Linked DNA regions of Mus musculus: region 2 is linked to region 1. A link is a contact called in public Hi-C data. All regions are on one chromosome and are shown on one strand. Each heading gives the region's core, a stretch centred on a gene start, on an enhancer-like site or on the middle of the called end of the contact. The rest is flanking DNA. Distances are from core to core; before and after follow the strand shown.

Region 1 (3,512 bases), core at 565-3,064:
CAAAGGATCTGGGAGTTTTCTGTGAGACTATGTCTCATAGTAATGTCAGAATCTAATCCAAAAGTCTTGTCAACATGACTTCCCAAACATGAGGTGCACAAGGATAGCACTCATGGACATGGCAAAATTAACAGATAAAAGTCCATAAGGCCTCAGCACTACTAAATAAACTATAGGCAACTTAAGAAAGATTGGAGAAAGGAAGGCGATTATACCCTGGAATAAGTACACTAATTTGATCAGTCTTGTTATTCTAAGTAGATTATACATAACCAAATAATCCATCTTATATTAGGATTGGTCTTAAGTAAAAGTTATGTGATTATTAGAAAGGACTCAGGTCTAAATCTAAATTGAAGTCTAATCTCTTCATTCTAATTCTTTGAATTAATCACTGATGATTCTGAAATGGCTGAAGGTTTTCAATTACAGAAGGTAACTTTTAAGAACTATGGTAGATCTAAATAAATTTATCCTATACTGATCCTATGTATTTTTAATATAACTCACTTCCTCAGTGTAAGTCAGCTGGACTTTTGGCTTACTTTTATCCAATAGAAGCTACAAATACGTTGGGATTTCCCTAAGACTATTGCTTTCTCCGTCTATGGTAAAGTAATGGGAACTAAGCAGCATTAGTCTTTTATTCAGATTTTACAATTGCTAATAGTGCTCTGTCCTTATATGTTTGGTTGTGAGCCTAGCCTTTAACGGCTGAGTCACATCTCCAATCCAAGAAGCTGAAGATGTTTGCAACCTCATAGGAAGAATGACAATATCAACCAACCAGACCCCCCCCCCCCCCCGCTGAATAAAAAATAGCTCCCAGGGACTAAACCAACTAACCATAGAGTACTCATGAGGGGCAACCCATGGCTCCAGCTGAACATGTAGCAGAGGAGGCCTTAACTGGCATCAGTGGGAGGGCAGCCCCTTGGTCCTGTAGAGGCTGGATGACCCAGCATAGGAGAATGCTAGGACTCTGGGGTGAGAGTGGCCAGATGGGTGGTGAGAGCACCCTTGTAGAGACAGGGGAGGGGAGGGGGATAGGGGGTTTGTGGAGGCAAACTGGGAAGGAGAGCATTTGAAAAGTAAATAAATAAAATAACCAATAGAAATATTGAAAAAAAATAGTGCTCTTTCCATTTCCTCTTTTCCTTTCTTTCTTCCACACTCCCTTCTCCTCTCCTTTGGTTTGGCATAGTTATTTGCCATCTCTGTGTGGTTCAGGGATTGTAGTTTTAAATTCTTGATTTTGTAAACTGCATCAGCTCAGCCAAGACTGACACTTCTACAACCACAGGTCTGTGTGCTTCCATATTGTGAGACAGACATGACATGAGTTGGGTCTTTTGAGTGTTATTATGCTATCTATGATTAAGGAGAAGGAGTAAATTGCTTAAAATCTGTGTTTGGAAGAATTATTTGAGGACAGTAACATAATTCTTAAATTTCAAATTATATTTAGTTTTTACAAAATTGCTAGAATCTTTTGGTCTGACTGGAAGCCATGGAAGTTTTTGGAGGAACCTTTTTGGCTCTGTTAAACTTGAGAATCTTTCAGTTGGCAAAAATAGAATGCAGAGTTAGGAAACTATCCATGAGTATTTTAAAAGTTGAGATAACAAGGAGTATACAGCATCTTCAATATGGTTAGCAAGTTCATGATCTGTAAAATCTAATTTAGGAATGAAAAAAGCAAGGAATACTGAGTGTTCCATTAGGGAGGGTAGAAAGTCAATGGGCTTAAGGTTCCTGGGAGAGCTAAGAGTATTTCTCATGTTAAATTTTGTAAAAAGGCACAGAACTGTGGCTTCTAGACGAAGTCCCAAGGGTCTAAAGACATCTAGTCATCTGTAAGGAATGTATTTCCTTTATGTGAGGAATAATATTACTCATATTAGTTTATATGGTTCAAGGAATCAAATTTTAACCAAATATTATTAAGCCTTGTTTTCTGGGAAGAGAGATAAAGTCTGTGTTGACACCCTGAAATAGCAGAGCTCAAAGGGAAAGGTTAGCCTTTTGTATCTTGTGAGTAAGTTTTGTTTCTTGATAGAGGCTTGGCTATTATCAGTTGCAATATGCTAGCTAGGAGGAATAATATTTATTGAAAGCTGGGTAGCTACTGGGGTTGGTTCAAGATTCAGTGGATTGCCCCATACCAGTGCATGGCAGCACTAGTTGAAATTAATAAGTTAAGGTTTTTTTGTTTGTTTTTTTTTTTTGAATGACATAATATTTTGAAGATGTTATACTTCCATTAGAGAGAGAAAATTCAGGGTGTTTATGATAGTTTTTCATTGAATATACATATGAAAATCTTAAAAATAAAGACATCCTAACATTAAAAATAATACAATTTTCTGTTACAGTAACTGAAGCTTAAAAATACTTTTCAATTAAAACAAACAGAAATTAAGAAGGGCAAATAAGACCAGGCTCAATATTTTCAATCTAAGGTGAAACTTATTAATGGACTTTTTTTTTAAGTATGTAGCCTGCTAGTAACTTACAGTTGTAATTTAAAATTGATCACTGCGTGATGATCTTAACAAGACCACAAGTGCCAGACATATTAATGTGCCTGAGAAAGCCCCCAAAGTCTCTGCTCTGTGCTAGAATCAAGGGAAAATACGCTATGATGGGAATGGAAGAAATCGTTTTAACCAGAGAATTGTACACAAATTGCTCATCCTGAACCAAACAGCCTGCAACAATAGTCAGACATTTGGGACAATTATTGGGATATTATGTGTGTATGCATACATTTACATAGATGTATCTACCAACAATTAAGGAAAAAATGTGTCCATGAATTTTAAAGAGAACATGGAGGTAGAAAGAGGAAAGGGAAAAATGATGTAATTAAACTTAATTTCAAAAATTAAAAAACATAATTCAACATTATATAAATTAAATATTTCATTGTTTTATTCATATTTATTTATTGGTGCACTTTATTATTTTAAAGCTCTGATGGCTTTTATTGTTGTTTTGTTTATGTATTTTTCATTTTTGTTACAAAAATTATTTCAGGAAAGAAGGGGGCACATAATTTGAATAAAGGTGTAACAGGTGCTGTAAACATTCTAAATGATTAAAGATGCTGAATTACAGTTCAAATGATAATTGTGGGTGATGCGTTGAAGATGAATATTTGTATGTGAAGTAGAAAAATCAATACTGAAGTGACTCAACCCCTTTGTTTGATTTGTTCCACCATTCTTGGCTGTGTGCAAATCCCTTTGGAATGCAAAAGGTCCTAGTGAAGGCTATGATTAACTAGTTACATTTTCATAACTGAGGTCTAATTATAAGTTTAGTCATTCCCTGCCTCACAAAGAAAGAGTCATTGCTGCTGACAGCTGCTTAGGCTATAAAAACTGGGGAATGACTAAGGAAGGGAATGTGAAACAGCTGTGACATTGTCAGGGTAAAACCCTGCCGTGTTTCTCTTATGTGAGGTGAGAGAAGATATATCATTAAGCACACAACAAAATGCATCCTTA
Region 2 (3,918 bases), core at 315-2,814, 720 kb after region 1:
ATTTTTAGAAAAGAATAAAAGTCGAATTGCCAAACTGAAAGATGAAGAGCAGGAAGTGTTTTTACCATATTAGAACAGTCTTAGCATATAAATACAGAGAAGATTTAATTTAATCTTTGATATATGTCAATGCATAATTCATTGTAACTGTAGGTATAGATTTATCAATTACTGTCTTTAGTGATCTTTATGTGAGACTATATATATATATATATATATATATATATATATATATATATATGTTTTACAGTTGTATTAGTATAAATCAATTTTGTAGAATAATAGTTTCATGATGACATTTTCCTATACACATACCGTTAACTTTGATTACATTTACCTCAGTTATCTCTCTGGAGTAGCACAAGGTATTCTTTTTCTATGCCCAATGGTATAACACTATATTGGTTCTTCACTAGAGATAGATTCATGTTCGTTAGACATTTATTTCTGTACTTAAGTATTTCAAAAACTTACAATCCTTACTCTCTAAGTCACTTTACTAATCATGGCAGGAAGAATTACAGCAACCAGTCAGCCATAACCCTGGAACAATAGCTCAAAGCTTACATCTGGTTCACAAGTATGAGCCAGGACAGAGAGAGAGAGAGAGAGAGAGAGAGAGAGAGAGAGAGAGAGAGAGAGAGAGAGAGAGAGACTCTAACAAGGAACAGCATAAAATTTTTAAATTCCAAAGCATAAACCCAGTCACACACTTCTTTCTATAGGTAATTCCCAAACAATTCCACCAATTCAAACATATGAGTCTATGGGTACTGTTCTCATCTGGACAACTACAATTTCATTATGCGTTTGACACCTGGCTTTGGTCTGTCAATTTGAGTGAATCACTTTCAGCTTCATCTTCGGCTCCCTCTCTTTAATGCATTTGATTAAGAGTGTTTGTTAATCAAATCCTAGTGATATAAATCTTGTCATAAGTGGGAAAAAGAATCTTTTAAACATTCTGAACAAAGAATTACATTTTTTAATGATCCAAAGAAGAATGTTGGGAGCCAAAACTAAATTCTTTATAATAATCCAGGTGAAAAAGATGACTGCCAAGTCTTAAGACATAAAACTGGATCTCCTCCCCAAGCTGACTAAGTCCAGATGAAGGTCACCAACAATTACCACAAGATGACTCCAGACGTGACTGATGCAAACAGCAGATGTCATAACCACAATATGTATTTTTAGATATCATACCTCCCCTTGTAGTCACCAAGGAAAATTACCACTGCTCCCGCCCTGCCCTTCTGCGTAAGGGCTATTTCCCCTTTGATCTTTTTGTATAAAAACTACAAGTTTTGCTGAATACAATGAGGCCTTGACAAGATTCAGATTGACTCTGTGTCTTTTCTGTACTTGGCTTCTGTTTCACTTTCACACCCCCCCCATTTGGTTTTAGGAGCAGTCCCCTCAAGACCCACGAATAACTGAACCTGCTGGATGGGTCAGAAGAATGCCTTTTTAGCTTAGAAGTTTTTATTCTTCAGTTCTACACAGTAGTTAGTAAGACATATAAAAAAATCAAAAGCACATGCACAAAATTCATGCAAATTAATGGCTGAGGTGCTTTGAATGAAAAAAGAGTCAACATAGTCTTGGGTGTTTGAACCAGTTGGTGTAGTGTTTTCAGAGGGTTCAGTTACCTTCCCTGCCTTGTGATTGTGGCTTAGATCTTTCAGGTTCCTGCTCCTGCCACCATGTCTTCCAATTGCTGGCATGCTTCTCTGGCCACGATGGAATCTTATCTATCATGAACAATAAGTTCAAAAGTTTCCTTGGTCATGGTGTTGTAACATAACTATATAAATATAACTAATACAACACCACAAAGAACATAGTCTCTAAATATGTTATGTGTACAAAAAAAGCTTTCTTCAAACTACACATACCATAAAATAACTTTTGAATGACAGCTTGTATAACTGGTGTTCTAGAAGCTGGAAAGTGACTAATGACAGCTTCAGCCTACATAAAGGAGATTCATTCAAATTCGAAAGTATATAATTTCCAATTTTAACTTCCATACATAAATTTAGCAGAAATTAAAAATTGAACTTACTATGCAAAAGTCTGAACTTTCATTGCTTCCTATATAATTTAAACTGGATCATCTTAGATTATAAGCTATCCACAGACTTTCTATGACCTTGTAAAATAACATAAGGAATGGGCAACCTAATAGACCTGTTTCTGTTTACAGAATATAAAGTTCTAATATTCTGGATAGAGATTAGTCAATGAGCATTGCTGCTGTAGACATAATGTTCTGGACTTAAGTATTTTGACTCCATCAGAAAGGAATTTATATCTTTGTTATATAGTCAAATTTGTTTCTGGTAATATAAAATTGTTCCTTTACCTTTTGTTTCAAAACATGATTTCAATTAAGAGATTTTTTTATATAAATTTTAGTTGATGGTTGAAATAGTATATTTTAACTTATAATAATTTACATTTTAAAAACTGAATAGTAATCTTCCATCAGATATCTGTTTAAGAAAAAGTTCTGTTACACCTTACTTCTATTATAAGGGAATTGTGAGTTTTACACTATTTTACCTTCATATAACCTACTAGAAAGTGTGCTAAATGTCTTACAATTAACTAATGCCTAGTGGTATAATATTTATTTTAACTGTACTACTTGTTGTATCTAACTTTTCTATGTGTTCTATGTTATCCATGTTCAAATAGTATCTGTTTATATCATGTGATGTATTATGATGTAGGGAATTCATTTTATGTGAGTGTCACTATGTATTTACAAGTTAAAGACACGCTGACTAGATTAATATTTTTCAAAATTGTGTTGGAATTCCTAGCTTTCGTTGTATATAATTTGTAATTACTTTGCATATAGACTTTGGGCTGTTTATTATCTTTTCTTCTAGTAGGGTTGAACACAATCTTTCTATTCTCATTGAACTTAAGTAAGATATCAGAGCTCAACTAAAAGCTGATCATGAAGGAAGGAATATGAAAAGATACATCAAACACCAAAGGCTTTGTGAAAAGGCTACGAAAGACACCTGTTATAAATAATTTCCAAAATTACATGCCTAGGTATAAATGTTACAAATGGTGTTATCATGTCAGTAGGAGACTCTGCCTCAACTAGACATCATATATCACTATGTAAACTTCCCAGTGCCAAGAATGACATATATTTCCTTAAGTTTCATGGAAACTCCCATTGGAAAATATTACAGGCTACTGACAGGACTATTAGATACTCTCCATAAACTTATGCTGATGAACACAGTACTTATATTATGAAACATGGAGAAATCAAGCAGGTGCCCATTGGAAGCTTCATCTCTACAACTAAGGTTCACAGAGCTGGAGAAGAAAAGCAATTCACAACATACAAAAGTTGAACTATTCAATACTGGCACAAATATTATAGGAGGAAGCAGTTGTTGTATATTGTATTTCAGGTCTTCTCCATGAAATGGAAACCATGCCTAACACTGCTAAAAATGATGAGAAGATTCAAAAGCACACACTATTACCATTTCATCAGCTACAAAGCTGAATTCAGTTTGAAATACAAGTGGAAAAAAGTGCTGGCATGAATTCTTCCTTGAGTATTCATAATTACCTGAAGAACTCATATGCAATGGATTCCATATGCTTTACTACATAAAAAGGTTAGATTTCTTCCTGTCCTTTCAATTTTCTTAATGAATTGATTTTGAAACTGTTTATAGTCTGGCTTTGGTTTACTGCACTGAGAAGGTTCTTTATTTCACATCTGTTTCTGAAAAGAAGCAACCACCACCTAACCATCATCCCATGACTCTTAGGCAAGTGCCTTTGTGTTGCCGATGTTTGAATGACTAAGAAGACTTGCTTCTCTTATAGAAGTCAGGGCTTCAGTTCCAAAGCCTGCATGGAGGTTTAGGATCC

What was found. A called contact is a pair of places that touch in the nucleus more often than the background predicts.
Region 2: a contact with region 1 is called in a Hi-C map of embryonic fibroblasts, with 4 times the contacts expected there. The contact joins two enhancer-like sites. A contact is called at or near these places in 3 of 484 Hi-C or Micro-C datasets (the C2C12 cell line and embryonic fibroblasts).

The regions. Positions count from the first base shown.
Region 1 is chr15:23,578,752-23,582,263 of GRCm38.p6, forward strand. No RefSeq gene overlaps it. Among named protein-coding and RNA genes, the nearest start is that of Gm23980, 66 kb to the right of the region's middle. Within about 2 kb of position 1,815, at least 5 of the 459 cell types and tissues checked have an H3K27ac peak or open chromatin away from gene starts, as enhancers often do. A contact at or near this core is called in the C2C12 cell line and embryonic fibroblasts, where this site is marked.
Region 2 is chr15:24,302,162-24,306,079 of GRCm38.p6, forward strand. It overlaps the pseudogene Gm36147. Among named protein-coding and RNA genes, the nearest start is that of Gm35827, 420 kb to the right of the region's middle. Within about 2 kb of position 1,565, at least 14 of the 459 cell types and tissues checked have an H3K27ac peak or open chromatin away from gene starts, as enhancers often do. A contact at or near this core is called in the C2C12 cell line and embryonic fibroblasts, where this site is marked.